Regions from separate parts of the Rattus norvegicus genome. Here region 2 is linked to region 1. The links are chromatin contacts, called in public Hi-C maps. All regions are on one chromosome and are shown on one strand. The core of a region is the stretch at or near the end of the contact, and the rest is flanking DNA. Distances in the headings are between cores, read along the strand shown.

What was found. Hi-C and Micro-C count contacts between places; a contact is called where the count stands out from the background.
Region 2: a contact with region 1 is called in a Hi-C map of liver, with 5 times the contacts expected there. The contact joins two enhancer-like sites. A contact is called at or near these places in 4 of 12 Hi-C or Micro-C datasets (kidney, liver and mammary epithelial cells).

The regions. Positions count from the first base shown.
Region 1 is chr10:16,340,140-16,347,973 of GRCr8, forward strand. No RefSeq gene overlaps it. Among named protein-coding and RNA genes, the nearest start is that of Cpeb4, 60 kb to the left of the region's middle. Within about 2 kb of position 3,017, at least 61 of the 93 cell types and tissues checked have an H3K27ac peak or open chromatin away from gene starts, as enhancers often do. A contact at or near this core is called in liver, where this site is marked.
Region 2 is chr10:16,488,002-16,495,835 of GRCr8, forward strand. It overlaps LOC134480659 (a long non-coding RNA gene), which reads left to right. Exons shown (of 2, transcript XR_010055310.1): 1 at 1-4,170; 2 at 6,814-6,910. Among named protein-coding and RNA genes, the nearest start is that of Bod1, 6.0 kb to the right of the region's middle. Within about 2 kb of position 3,855, at least 66 of the 93 cell types and tissues checked have an H3K27ac peak or open chromatin away from gene starts, as enhancers often do. A contact at or near this core is called in liver, where this site is marked.

The sequences.
Region 1 (7,834 bases), core at 1,767-4,266:
TTCTAGTTCCATCCATTTGCCTAAGAATTTCATGAAGTCATTGTTTTTGTGTGGCTAAATTTAAACAGAAGGTGGAGGCAGAATTCTGAGATACCTCCAAGGTGGAAATACATTGGTTCCCTCCCATACCCTCCTACTCTACGCTAAGCTTCTCTACCTAGAGGGAAAGTTTATCTCCTGTGTCAGAAGTACAAATATAATATAAGCACTGTTGTTGCCTGACCTTCTTGTAGAAAAATGTCAACTTCTGACCCAGACATCTCCTGGCTGTGTGTCCTTGGGCAAGTCATTGCCCTCGATGAGTTTGGACTGTCAATCCCACTCTCCCAAAACTGAAACCAGGGTAGAACTGGGAATCTTTTTGACGACTGTGAAGTGATAGATGGACGTAAGGTTTTAAGCAGAAAAATATTATTTACTTGTTAAACAGATTAGGGCAGAGAATTCCAAGTCGATAACAGTTATGTCTCTGTTACTCTTCAAAGGACAGAGAGGAATCAGCAGCAGACACCATGGGGACCAGGAAGCCCCTGGTTGTTCCTAGCCTCACTATAAACAGTCGGCATGAGGTCAGGTGTGGTGGCAAAGTCTCTTCTGAAATGTGTGGTCAGTTGTGGTCCAGGCAGACTCACCAATCATTAGCCACGCACTCGTGTTTACTCTGCCCCGGCCTGGAATTTGGCCTCTTACAAAACCCCAGCTTCAGGAGAACAGGTTGGGCCAAAGTGTGTCAAGGTGGCCTCCCGGGAAGATGCCGCTTGTTTGCTCAGCAGACGCCAAGCCACACCCAGCATGATGAGCCAGCTGACCTCTGTTGACACCTATCTGAGAGCTGGGACTGACCCCCCAGAACACCCATTCCAAATCTGGTTGGCTCCACAGCTGTGTTGGATGGCAGGGTGCCATGGTAACCACAGCGGTTCTTTGGCTAAGTCACCTGTCATTGAAACAGCTCATGCAAACCGAGCTGTGAAAATGGAGCAGCCACCTGCTCTATTCACCTGCCACTTAGGGCTTCACCCTCTGCCCTTCCTTGGGAGAACAGAAGTAGAACATCCAGGAGAAATCAGGGATTTAACATAGATTTTTTTTGAGGAGCACATGCACTGCTGGAGGCATAATCATGTTCATCAATGGAAAATGCTCAAAACAGGCTCCCTGGCTACCCATGGTCACGTGACCTGCTCTGATATTTTTTTTTTTTTTTACCAGGGTGGGGAACACAGCCACGGTGCTGAGTTAGCCTGGCTCTTGAGCCTGACCAATAGAAACTCCCCCACCCTCACATGTCTCTATGTTCAGGGTTTGGGCAAACTGGTGTTTTCACACTGGGGGGCTAGCTCCATTTGTCTGGCCACTTTTCTGGCTACAGTGTTGGGCACTGTGCCTTTACAACAAGGCTCTCGGGCCTGAGCACTCTGCCTCAGCACTCAGAGGCAGAGGCAGGAGGATCTCTGCGTTTGAAGCTAGCTAGGGCTACACAAAGACCCAAACAATAATATTATTTTTTTTTAAAAAAATGGAATAAGATTGTAGGGCTCCAGCAAATGTAGGAAGTGAGAAAATTCGTATGCTGTCTTGGAGTAAGTAACTGAGCCTCTGGAGTTGGGGAAAACAGAATGGGTACCCAATTTTCCGTTTCTCCTTCAAACTTCCCTAAGTTTGAACGCCCTAGGAGGATGGGCATTCAGAACCCTCATCGAGGCAATTTTGTCGGAAAGTTTGGTCTCGTTTTCTGAAGCTAAAGCTAGATAGATGCTTTGTTCAGTGCACAGCATGTTCAGCTGACTTCATGGGGCGGCTGGGAAACAAGGGGGCGTTTTGGACCTGTTTCCCCACCTGTGGCATAAGCCTTAGTATGCTTTGAGCTAGAACGTCTAAATAGCTGAATTTTTGTTGAAGATTTTATCGAGGCTCTCTTCACCTTTCTTTTTCTCCTCACTGCCTTTTACCAAGTACAATCTGCCCTGCGCATCCCCTGCACAGTTGCCCAGCCTGCTAGAAATGTCTCCCTGGCCGCATCCCATGTTAGCCAGGTCAGATGCAGGGGTGCGCCCAGCAGTGTGTGACAAGCCTTGGTGGAGAGAGAGAAGACTGTGGTCATCAGACACAAAGGCAAGGATATCGCAAGCCCTCCCCGTTCCTCACGCCATACAAGAAGCAGCCCCCACTGATGGCAATGGGTCCTGTGAAAACAGCAGAGCTAACCCCACACTGTGAAAGAGGAACCCAAGTGGGGCCAGCCACAGAGCTGGAAGACTGTCTCGAAACCACTCAAGGTCTTCAGAGGATTCTAGAACACAAGCGGCAGCTGCTTACCCATTCAGTTCCATCTCATCTTCAGCCCTACTGAAGGCTGACAGCTCACTCTTGAAAACCCACCGCTCTGCTCTTGCTTTCCGGGGGATTCCTGCATGCGTTTATTGTATCTCCCCATTCCAGATGGGCTCCTAACCCATGCCAGGCCCTAGCTGGGCACTGGGGCTAACAAGGTAACTAAGAATTGATTGCCACTTGCAGGAAGTTCATGCAATAGTCACCTGGGGCCTCGGGGAGAGTTGCAGTGAGACAGGGAGAGTCTTGATAAGGTGAGCAGAGGCCCTTGGAATCCTTGGGAACCTGGTGGGAGTGAACTGCCTTGGTAGACAGGGGCATGCTGGGATTTTTCCGGGTTGCAGCAATGGCGGCTCAACTGCTCCTTTCCCCCATTGCCGTTTCTTCATTGTTGACTTCCATGGACACCAGCCACATTCTCGATATGTGCTCGAATTCTACTGTGGTGTCATTTCCTTCTAATCAGCTGAGCTCTGATAGGCACGTGGCGGGGGGAGGGGTGATTCCCTGAGTCACCTCTGAAGGACGATGATGTCAGGATGCTTTGGGGAACAGAAATGGGTGGCACATGATTGTGCAGGGAATGCTAGCCGTGGAGCCTCCGTGTCTACACGGGCCTCTCGCCCCTTGAGCAGCTCAGTGTTGGATCTGTTAGGAATGTCTTTGGCTGCAGGTAGCTGATGCATAACCTCATTTATAGCCAGAGTCTAGAGCAGGCAGCTGGTAGCCTTGCTTCAGAGGCTTGCAAATGCCAGGCCGCTGACTCAGATTCCCTTGGCCTCTTTCCTCATATTTATCTCTCAGAGTCACATGATACCAGCCAGGGCAGCCCGGTGGCATGAGTAACCATCATTGCTACTCAGGAGGGTGAGGCTGAAGGATAACATGTTCAAAGTCAGCCTGGGCTACAGGGCAAGACTAGCCAGAGCAGATCGGTGAGACCCTGTCTCAGAATAAAAAGCACGAGTACTGGGCTAGGCATGAGGCTGGTGGGTAGAGTGCTGCCTGGGTTTGTAAGGTTCCTGGCAAACAGCAAAGCCTTCAGCGCCCATGTAGTGCCTGTTCCAGGCAGGTTGAAGGCGAGTGTGTTACCAGAGCAGGGCCAGTCAGTTTCCAAAATGAGGTAAACAAAAACTTCCCCGGAAGCTCTCACAGCACACTTTGTCTTAAGCCCCACTGGTCGAAGCTGAATCACATCACCTTAAGGGATTGTTAGAGGAAATATCAGTGGCAGGCAATTACCTCCAACTCGCAGATCCACTAGCAAAGCTGGGCCTGCCGCTGTTGCTAGGGAACAGCAGCTGTGACAACAGCACAAAGCCAACTCTGGGCATTGCACCCACCAGCACCACCTCCAGTATTGTCACTGGCTAGCCCACACCTGTGCTGGACGCCGCTGTGGTATTTCCTTGTCCATGTGGCAGATGGTCCCAGGTACTTGAGTAGTTTTGCTATGCTGTGCCGTGCTACTCTGACCACGGAAGAAGGTTGTGAAATCAAATGGCCCAATAACGCTGGCTCCAGAATGGGCAAAGAGAGAGGTGGCTGGAGGCCGTATACTGCTGGAGCCCTGCCACGCCTGCCTCAGGACACAGAGCGATGGGCGTGTCCAGGAAAAAGCAACCGTGACACAGCCCTTGGTGGGTTCTACAGGATATGACCTCAGGGTTCCCAGTCTACCCCACAGCAGTTCGGGACTGGATCTGAGCTTTATTCTCCACCAAGAATGTTCATGAACAGAGTGGCTTTAATTGACGAGGCGGGGGTTGGGGGGAGTAGAGGAGGAGGAACCACTTCCCTGTACACACCCGCCCACCATCTTGCTTCCTCTTAAGTCATCTCTTTCCCATCTCTGTTGCTTCCTCCCTCCTTCCCAAATCCCCAGGGATTCCATATTCTTTCCGCTCTGTGATGCAAACATTGCTATGGTTCAGGTGTGATCAGACTGTACCCCAAGGGTTCTTGCATTAAAAGCCTGACCCCCAACATGAGGACATTAAGAGGCAGGGGGAGGGGGAGGGGTGGGTTGTCAGAATTAAGCAAGGTAGTTTTGTGGTGTTTTGATAGTTCTTGTGAGAGTGACTTGTCCCTCCCTGTGCTGTCTTCCTGTCCATCCTGTGGGTCTCCTAGCTGTCACAATGATAGGACATACCAGAGAGGCTGTTGTCAGAGCTGTGTCACTCAGACTTTCAGCCTCTACACTGTGGACTAAACGAGCCTCTCTTCTTTATAGCCAGATTCCATTATTTCCTCGTCGTAGTGGTAAATGGACATGGGTAGCCTACAGTAGCAGCTGTTTTAAGGTGGATGGAAATCGAGGTCATGATTCTGCTACATTCTTCATGTTGTGGACTCCCTGGTGTAGTCTGGTAGCCAGACTGGGTCTGCCCAAGGGTGGTTGGTGACATCTGGCTCTGGTGCACAATGTGGCCACCCATTGCTGAAATTCACAGTTCACAAATCTACTCACACTAGCCTTTCTCAGGCACTCAGTGTTCCACGATGGAGCCCGAGGAACTGCAGATCTCTCTCATGTTGTGCACCATCGCTCTCGTTGGCCTCTTCCTCCTGCAAAGGCTGTGCTATAGTCCCTACACCATGGTCTTGGGCAGCTGGCACCAGCTTCCCTTTCTGCCCTGCCAGGGCCATGTTCTCTGCCTCTCCCTGATGCTTCTGCCTTGCCCCCTTCCAGGGTCCCCACCCCTAGAGCTGGAAAAGCCAGATCCTGTGAGGCTGGCTGCCCTTGTCATCCTGCTGTCATCTTCTCTGAATAGCAGTCATGAGGTGGGGGGTTGGGGCACACAAGAAAAGCAGAGCCTTTTCCCTCACCTCCCCTAGCCCAGTACTTCCCCCAGGTCGACTCTCTCCCTCTGTCCTGGGGTGAGCTTCCACGGATGCTGTGGTTTGAATGTGTCTGTGTCCCTCACCCCACCCTTGCCCCACAGCACACACATTCACAGGTGCCACCTGTGAGATGACTGGGATTAGGTGAGGTCATGAGGGTGGACCCATGATGATACAGTGCAGGAAGACACACCTGGGTTGACATACCTGTCTGATTTCTGTTACGGCACCAGGAGGGCTCCCTACATGTTAAGCAGGTGCTGGTGCTGGTCTCTTAGACTTGCAACCTCGAGAAGCACAAATCGAACAAACTTTTTTTCTTTATAAATGGCCCAGTCTCGGGGATTTTTCTCACATCAACAAGAAATGCGCTAGGACAATAGATTATAGCCAAATGACAGCAACAAATCAACAAACCTAATCGGGCCACTCTGCGGTGGAAGACCAACAAATACTGGTATGGTGTTAGTAAAGAATTCCTGCTAACAGAGGCCATCCTTCTGAAAAAAGAAAACTGTTTTTAAAAAAACAATGACTTTCCCTGCTCATGTTCAGTGGCAATCATTACTCTCTAAACTGCCTGTGCAGTTAGCTGTGTACAAGGTAAAAACACAACACCATAGCCACACTTGGTGTCTGCTTGTAGGTGTGGTATTTCAGGCCACGCCTCAGCGGTTTCCGGGAAGGTAAGCTTCCTTCTCCCCTCCTGCCTGGTGGCTGGCCTCTCCCCATCAGATAACACATCGGAATAAGAGTGAAGTTCTACTTTGGCCCATCCTGACAAACTACCTCAAGTCGTAACACCTGGTGTGTGAACCCATTGACAAGAACTTCGAAGGGAGCTGCCGAGAGTGCTCATAACCCTTGACCCAGGCTCGATGACCCGGAAGTAATTCCGGAGAGGAAGAACCGTCAGGTGTCTGTTTGTTCTTGTGATGCCTGTGATTGCTCCAAATTGATAACTGAGAAATCAAATGATGGGGAAGGGTTGCACAACACCCAGAAGCCAGATGATGTCACGCAGCCATCATTGAGTGATGAGAAAATCAGGCAGTCTCAAGCATAGGGGGTGCTTGGAATGTGATGCTGGGTTCTAAAGGTGGAGAGTAGCAACTCTTCCTTTTACAAGTTCTCCAAAACTTCCTTGACTTCTGTCAGTCAGATCCCATCCATCTGCCTTCCGGATCCAGGCCCATTCAGGCCTCACAGCTGCTGGTCATGTACACAGCACTCAGTGGTGGACATGTCCACACCTGGCTCTGTCCACGTTTGTTCCCTGCTGCCGGACACTTCATAAAGACTTGCTGAATTCAGGAGTCAAGGAGCTACTGTTCGCTGAACACCCACTAGAAAGCCACAGTTGTGAACCAGCGTAACTCTGTACGTATTATTTTAATTTATTTCATCCTGAAATAATTCATGCAATCAATACTATTGTTGCTCTGCTCCTAGTCAGGAAAGCTGGAGCTCAGAGGGTCTGTCAGAGGTTCAAGTCTGCCTAAGTTCTTGCACTTGTTAAAGGGGAGAGAGGAGACAGTATCTGAATCCAAGTCTGATCGAGTCGAATTGCTTTATTTCAAGCTGTCTCTCGCATGCTTTTTCCTTCCCTCCTCCCTCCCTCCCTCCCTCCCTCCCTCCGTCCGTGTGTGTGAGTGTGTGGCAATACTGAGATGGAGAAAATGTGACAAAAAAAAAAAACCCTCGATATTTTTCTCTTGAGCAAGGAGGCAGATTTTCCCCTTTTGTATTTAAAGTGTTTGTATTTAAGCGTTAAAGTATGCTGCAAAGAGAGATGATATCTAGCTAGGTGCCAAGGCTTTGTGAGATTCCCAGTAGCACTAAGTGTCCTAAAGGAAGAGAAGCCATGTTGGTCATTGTGGTGGTTTGAATAGGTTTGACCCCCTAGACTCATGTGTTTGAATGCTTGGCCACAGGGAGTGGCACCCCTTGGAGATGTGGCCTTGTTGGAATGGGTGTGACTTTGTTGGAGGAAGTGTGTCACTGTGGAGGTGGGCTTTGCGGTCTCCTATGCTCAAGCTCTGCCCAGTGTAGAATCAGAGTCTCCTGGCTGCCTTCAAAATGCAGAACTCTCTCAGCCCCTTCTCCAGCACCACGCCTCCCTGCACACTGCCGCCGTGATGACAAGGGACTGAACCTCCCAAACTGTAAGCCCACTCCATCAAATGTTTGCTTTTATAAGACTTGCCTTGGTCGTGTTGTCCCTTCACAACAACGTAACCGTAACTAGGACAGTCATTTAATCTCCTTTCTATCTTCTCGTCAGGGCTCAAGAGGACATTCCGTCCCAAGACGTGCTCATGAGCAAAGCTTGCCTACATTACAGGAAGCAGCTGCTGTAAGCCAAGCGTGCTGTAGACCTAGCCCTTTGCGCTGCCGCTCTCACAGGCAGGCGACTTAAGTCCCTAATGCCTATGGGAAGCTGGGCTGTGCCGTCTGGAGCTGGCTGAGGCGAGGCACGTGAGCTCAAGTGGAGCAAGTGCAGGGCCACTGTCATTATGGAAATCATGACTCTGAAGGCTAGTGCTGCGTCTAAATGGGTTGGAATGAAATGCAAAGAACACATCCATCACTTGGGTCCCCCCTGCCTCTCATTACTGTACTTGCTACCCTGCCTATGTATTATGAATTAATATAG
Region 2 (7,834 bases), core at 2,605-5,104, 150 kb after region 1:
GGACGGGAGGCATTTTCTCAATTGAAATTTCTTAGTGTTCTTCTAAAATAGCCCTAGCTTGTGTCAAGTTGACATACAACTAGTCAGCACACTGGCTCAGCTGTCCTTTCATGCAGTTCGCGTCAACCTGCCAAGAGGTGGTACTGTCCACAGGGGGGGGGGGACCTCCTCCATCAGTTAGAAGTCCAGAAAATGTCCCATAAGCATGCCCACAGCCCCATCAGATGCAGGTAACTCCTCAGTCAAGAGTCCCTCTTCCCAAGTACACCTAGCTTGGTGTCAAGTCGATAGGAGCCGTTATTGAAGTGATCAGGACATAAGGGTGGGTCCTCTAGGATGGGAGGTACTGTGACTGCTTCCCTTGGGACCCTTCTCTTAGGGCTGAATGTGGCCAGTATCTTGTTATTTAGGTCCCAGCTCCCAGCTCCCAGGAGAGGACTCTCCTGACGAATCTGCTTTTCTGCACCCAGCATGGTGTTGATGTGGACTTGGCTTGTTGGCAGATGTGCTTGATGCTGGCTGGTAAGCTCCCAGGAGGAAAACTATCGTGATAGTTTGTATATGCTCAGCCCAGGGAGTGGCACTGTTGGGAGGTGTGGCCTTGTTGGAGTAGGTGTGTCACTGTGGGTATGGGTTTAAGACCCTTATCCTGGCTACCTAGAAGTCAGTCTTCTGCTAGCAGCCTTCAGATGAAGATGTAGAACTCCCAGCTCCTCCTGCACCATGCCTGCTTGAATGCTGCCATGCTCCCACCTTGATGATAATGGACTGAACCTCTGAACCTGTAAGCCAGCCCCAATTAAATGCTATCCTTATAAGAGCTGCTTTGGTCGGATGTCTGTTCACAGCAGTAAAACCCTGACTTAGACAACTATACCACTCTCCCTTTTGGGACAAGCTCTCTGTGCACAGGGCAGTGTGTGGCAGGCACACTGAGTAAGTTTGTGGTTGGTTACACACACTTGAGTGTAGAGCTCACAGCTACCCAGGGACCAATCATTACCAAGTCAAGTTTTGTGGGAGACTAAGCTCTGACGGTATGACTTTATATGCAAGGTCTTGCTGTACCTACCAGGCAAACCCTGAGAAGTCACAGGACAATTGTATACTTAAAGGAGGCCACTCAGACAGGCTAAGCAATGTGGGCAAGGCCCTAGAGGAGACAGGGTGACCAGAGTACAGGATGCTCTCTTCTCCCCGAGCATATGGTTTAGCCTGTTCTCTTCCAGCTCAAAGATGAATGAATGAATGAATGAATGAATGAATGAATGAATTCTGTTGGTCCTCTAGTAAGTGTGGGTTCTAAGGTCAAAGGCTAGGACCCTAAGAGCCATAGGCTGAGGCTAGAGAGGTGGCTCAGTGGTTAAGAGTGCTGGCTGTCCTTCCAAAGGTCCTGTGTTCAATTCCCAGCAACCACAGTCACATATAATGGGATCTGATGCCCTTTTCTGGCCTGCAGGGCCATATACATTAAATAAATAAATAAGCAAATAAATATTAGCCACCGGCCAAGCCCTTCTATAGCTTAGGGACATCCACACCACCGTGTTCAGGATCACAAAGGAACAGACCACCATTTCAATTAACTGTTTGGACAAGGTAAGCTTTAATGCTTAGCTTAGTTTTCTTTTCTTTTTCGTTTGAAACAGGGTCTCACTATGTAGCCCTGGCTATTTGAAACAGGGTCTCACTATGTAGCCCTGGCTATCCTAGAACTCACTATGTAGACCATGCTGGCCTCACACTCACAGGGATCTGTCTGCCTCTGCCTCCTGAGTGCTGCGATTAAATTGTATTGGCTGGATGATGTCATCACAAAAGAGGCATCTGGGAAATGGAGGAGGAAGGGGGAGGAGTCACTGCTCCCAGGAGAAAAAGGTCACTGCTCCAGGCCATCAAATTCAAATTCCTAGAAGAGAGCAATGGGCCTTTTCCTGGGAGGGGAGGATACAGACCTTGGCAAGTTTTACAAGGTAGGGGAAACAAAAAACAAAAACAAAAACAAAAACCTCAGTTCCTTGTCCCAAACACGTTTTATAGTATTTGATAGGAAAGATTATATTTGATATTTTTTAACACCACAACACTTTTCCAGAAAGTTTCTTCTTAGGGATAATTAAAATTCTCCAATTTAGAGATTTTTTAAAGCTCCTGGGTTATGCATTTGGGGTAGACCTAAGGCCAGTCAGTGAGATGACCTCCTAGCTTGGAGTCACTTCCTCTCCCCAATTCCAACTCTCCAACCTTGCAGGCCATGGGGTCTGGGCGCTAATGTGGGATCATGTGCTCGCTCGGCAGTTTGAGTACACCGGAAATTTCCATCTTAAGTCCGGAGTGCGTGCTCTCTGATCCCATTGTCAGGCCGGTGGCATTCCAGCCCTCAGGAAGGAGCCCCCTCTTCCAGATTTCTCTGTCACAAGATTCGTTAAGTAGCTTTTAAATTTCATTGCCAAGGGTTGTCAGGACAATGCAGAGAAAATTGCCAACGATTCTGAAAACAGCCCATGAATCTGGGGCAGAGCTGGCGAGAACAAGGGAGCGCCACCGAGGGGGTGGGGCGTTGGCAGCCACTTAGATGAGAAAGTTCTGGGCTTCCAAACTTCTTTGGTTGGGATCCGTGTTACTTTAAAGGATCAACTCAGCAGCGGGGTTAGGTGGGGGTGGGGTGCCTTTCTCAGGAGGGAATGAGGATCCATAATGTGTGTGGGGGAAGGGTGTTGGGGAGGAGGTCAGTTCATTGACCCATTTTCAGTTCAGTATGGCAAACTTGGATTACAATATGGTTCCACCACAGGGGAGCAGCCTGGCTGCCGCATAAAAACCAATCCCGGACTCCAGTGTAACTGCAGGTGAACAGCCGCCCCGCCTTCCTGCTCTTCGTGAGCCAATCCCAGACTCCAGTGTGACAGCCAGTGAGCAACCGCCCCACACCCCCGCACTTTGTGAGCCAATCCCAAACTCCAGTGTGACTGCAGGTGAGCAGCCGCCCTGCCCTCCCGCTCTTTGTGAGCCAAATAAAAGCAGTTTCTTCCCCATTTCAGCTTCTTCCATGCTCCTCTGAGTCTTCACCAAGACACACATGATCCGAACTACGAAGACTTCTCTGTGGCCTTCAAGGAGGTAAACGACCGGAACACATTAGGTTTTGTTCATCGTGAGTTGTCATGCCAACTGTTCTTTTCCAGTTGGGTATACCCCCAGAAGTTACCACTTACACCATTGTACACCTCTCCGCACAATTTCAGTAGACATCAACCCGTTCCAATCCCAAAAACTTAAATAAAGAAATTGCAGAAATAAATGAGCCATGTTCTGAGCAGACCGGTGAAACTCTGCAGTGACCATTCTATCTCAGCTGGAAAAAGATTCTTCCATCAGACCAATGTCTCCAGGTAGCGGGCACTGCACTGCCCACCCAGCTAGCCGCTCTCACAGCTATCAGGTCCACTGTATGATATGTTGCTTGTGTTGCAGGGACCAAGGCTTAATGGTAAGGAGCTGGCTGTTCAGATGTGCCAAAGGGAAGCTGGAAAGCGTTTAACAAGGAGAGAGACTGCCTGGTAAGGGTGCTGAGATCTATAAATTAAATACCACAGACTTGTTATGTAGGGCTCGGGAGTAGCCGTAATTTCTGGTGTTCTCTAGGGGTCTTGGATAATGGCGCCTGGGGTATTAATAACGTGGTAGATTTGTGCTGCGGCTTTGTTTTATGGTTCCTATTATTCGCCAATTTTACAATTTTTGTTAAAGGAAGCTCATGTGTGCAAAGGCTGAGCAGACCTCTGCGCTATCGCGCAGAGCTGAATATGCATTGCGACTCCAGGAGAAGAGTCCCAGAGTGGGTGGGAACCATCTCAGATTGACAGTTCCTTCCTCCACTCCTGCTTCACCGCAGCGTCTGGTCAGCCTCAGGTTAATGCAGCTGTCTAAGGCTTCTAAGGCTCTTGGCCACATCCATGTAAACGGGCTGCGGGTGACTCAAGGTGAAAGGGAACTTACTGAAAGCACACAGTGGCTCCCAGAATGGATGGAGAGGCTGGATGACTAGGAAGAGCGCTGGAATAGAAGCAAAGCGGGATCTCTTCACAGACCCACACCAGCAACGCTATGCCACTGTAGCTGTGACGCTGGCCCCAGCCACGCACCAGAACTGCAAAGGCTGCTGGGAAAGTGAGTATCTGGCGTTTCCGCCATCTGTAGGAAGGCTCTGCCTCTCTCTAAGGTTAGAGAATTCCTCCCAAATTGGAAGGATGTTGAAAAATCAGGCAACTAAATAGAAGACAACTGTCAATCAGGTTGGGATGGGTAATGCAATTGTAACTAAACCAACCAACCAACCAACCACACCAACAGACAGAAGCTCGGTGGCTTGAAACCTACAGAAATTCTAGCCTGTTCCCTCAGTGTGTCAGGGACAGCTGAGGGCTCATTTCAAGGTTGTCCTTAATGAAGAGGCTCAGGCTGATTGACCGATGTGCACCATCACTTGTGACTAAGAGCACTGCACAGACAATCCTAATTAGAAGGTGCTGGGACGCCGGAGGGAGGCGGGAGGGGAGAACTGCCAATCTGTGCACAATCCTGCGTGCAATCAAGGGTTCTTACCTAGAAGTAACACATATCACCTAGCCAGAAGCAGCTGTGCAGGCCTGCTTTGGGGTGAGTAAGTGCATGCTGCCTCGGGTCGACCAGCAAGCCGGAACTAGCAGCTAGGCTGGGTCGAGGTGGTGTGTGACCACATAGAATATGCTGTCTAAGGTTACCTGGCAAGGTGTAGCTAGCAGGAAAAGCCACTGGAATTAGGACAAGAGTTGGGTTTTATGTTCCCGTTGAGGCTCTGGAACCCATAACTCAGTATCTGCAAGCCAAGAAAACACCTGCCTGCATTGAGCCAGCCTCAGAGCAAACTCCATATGGCAGAAACAGCAATGTGGATGCCAACAAGAACTTATAGAGCCAGAACTGAGTCCAGCCTCCAGAGCGCACGCAGGCGGCCTTGCTTTTACCACAGGCACCCTCGTCACACATGGTCTCCTACAGAAACACTTTATTCAGGACCACTAGGTTCCCTCTGCAAAAACCCTTCTGCTTGCAGCTGCCTGAGGAGCAGTGGGGGTCTGGGATGTGGAGTATCTTCAGGCCTTTGGGGCAGAATAGTGAGCTATGACACACTCTATTCTTTTTTTCCATTAATGTATTTATTCACGTTACACCACACTTTATTCTTTATAACTCCCCTAGCCTAAGGTATTTTGTTACAGTGGCAGCACGTTAGGACAGTGCATGTGGACAGGACACTGAGTGAGGATCTGTTTACCCTTTGGGGAGCCTCACACCCACAGGACACTCCTGGTCTTGTGTCTTTCCTTCAGATTTTAATGTTGACACTTTTTAAATGCCTGAATGTGACAAATGACACATCTTGCCCAGTGACCAAAGGACTAAAAGCCAAAGTTTCGAAACATCAACACCCTATCCAGAAAGGTCCCTAATAATTTTGGAGATAAATGGAGTCCACAGGAGAGACTCATTTCCTCCCAATGTGCGTTTGTTAATTTGTCCTAAATAATATGAACTCAATTTCTAACAGTCTTCTCGAGCAAAAAGTTTAAAGACTACATTTCCCAGCCTGCCTTGCAGCCTCCCTGAGTCAGGACACTCAAGCAGCCATCTTAGATGACAGAGAACAGAAGGCTGCTGGTCAGCTCAGGACTACTAGCCTCCAGACTCTCTGAGCCAAAGCCAAACTGTTCTGTTTGGTTGGCTCGTGTGTTGTGGTTGTCAGCTGAAGACATGCCATGACCTGCTTTCTTGAAGACAGTTACTCTCCCGTGTTTACACTCCACTGGTAAAGGATAACTTCTGTGTTGCTGTAACCAGCCTGCCAGAGTTAAAAAATATCCTAGAGATGCTTGTGTCCCTCAGTCTGGCTACCAGACTATTGAAACAGCGAACCCCAAAGAAATAGGAATAGCTTCAGGAATCTCATGGTGGGAGAAGAAAAAGTCCTACCAAGATAACCCAATTCTCCCCTTGGAGCTCTCTCCTAGTCCAGCCTCTTAGACCAGTTCAGTGATACACCATAGACAAATCCCTCAACTGCACCCACCTATTCCAATTATTGGCATTTGGGCATTATCCAAACTCTTTTTTTTTTTTTTCCTTTTCTTTTTTTCGGAGCTGGGGACCGAACCCAGGGCCTTGCGCTTGCTAGGCAAGTGCTCTACCGCTGAGCCAAATCCCCAACCCCTATCCAAACTCTTTTGTCTTACATTTAAAGGAGCAAATTTCCCATCCACTTGCTCAGTCTTTGTCCCTCCATCCCATTTACTGGGAGCTTCTACCAACCAGGCCATTATGGTGCTTGGCGTGCAGTTCCTGCTTAGTGGACTTTGAGGCTAGTGGGGAAGGTGGAGGTCAATCCAAGAACCCCCTAACTCAAGTGTAAGTCCGGGATGGCAACATGTTATTACACGTGTGCTAAGGATCCGGAATATTGCTAAAAGGAATACCAGGACTGCTGAGCCTCTGGACTATCCTAGAGAATTGGCCCTGCTGATTTGTACTGGCTGGTTTTGTGTGTCAATTTGACACAAGCTGGAATTATCACAGAGAAATGATCCTTCCTTGAGGAAATGCCCCCATGAGACCCAGCTGTAAGGCATTTTCTCAACTAGTGATCAAAGAAGAGGATCCATTGTGGGTGGTGTTGTCCCTGGGCTGGTAGTCATGGGTTCTATAAGAGAGCAAGCTGAGCAAACCAGGGGAAGCAAGCCAGTAATTATCATCCCTCCATGGCCTCTGCATCATCAGCTCCTGCTTCCTGACCTGCTTGAGTTCCAGTCCTGACTCCCTTTGGTGATGAACAGCAATGTGGAAGTGTAAGCTGAATAAACCCTTTCCTCCCCGACTTGCTTCTTGGTCACTATGTTTGTGCATGAATAGAAGTGCTGGCTAAGACACAGTTTCCCAAAGACCTATCACCACGAGATGATGTTAACATCCAATCTAGCTCTCTGATATGAAAAGCCCATGGATTCTCTATTCTTTCACACAGTTCTGCAAAAACCACCAATCCCATTTTCTGGTTTCTGCAAGGTCTAGACTTAGGCGTGTGCAGGTTCCACCTCCTCGCAGGCTTTAATGTAAATATCCTAAATTCTAATATGCATAGGTTCACTGAGTTTTGGGCAGCTAGTCAGAAAAGGATTTTGTCTGTTTTCATGTAGTCAAAAAAAGGGATTTTGTCTGTTTTCATGCTGGAGATTGGACCCAGGACCCTGCACATACAGACTAGGTCTGCATCATGCCTAAATCTCTATCCCTGAAAAGCTTTAATACTAAGACTCACCAGCAGTTATCTAAAGGACACCAGAAACTAGATTACTGCCTAGACCCAAGTTAAAAACAGTACTGCCTGGTTCAAAATGCTCGGAGCTATAAATGCAGCAAGGGCGCCCCCTGATGGCAATTATTGTACATTGCATAGCTTGTGGTGCCATTTTTGGATCCCTTAGCAAGGCTTAAATAATAATAATAATAATAATAATAATAATAATAATAATAATAACCACCTCCCATATTTTTATCTATTTCGTCCTTAGTCTCAATCCTCAATGTGCCAAGTTTATAGCAGTTACAAAAGCAAGCGTACAGGACTTCAGGAACTGCACCCTGTCATGGGCCAGAGTTCCAGGAGCCAACACACAGGACCCAATGTTGGTGTTGGACCCTGTAAACCTGGGTTCCTCATTACTTTCCTATTAGGTCGTGGCAGATCACCTCAGTGTTAACTGCCATACCAGGACTTCCTGAAGATGATGATTATGGTGGT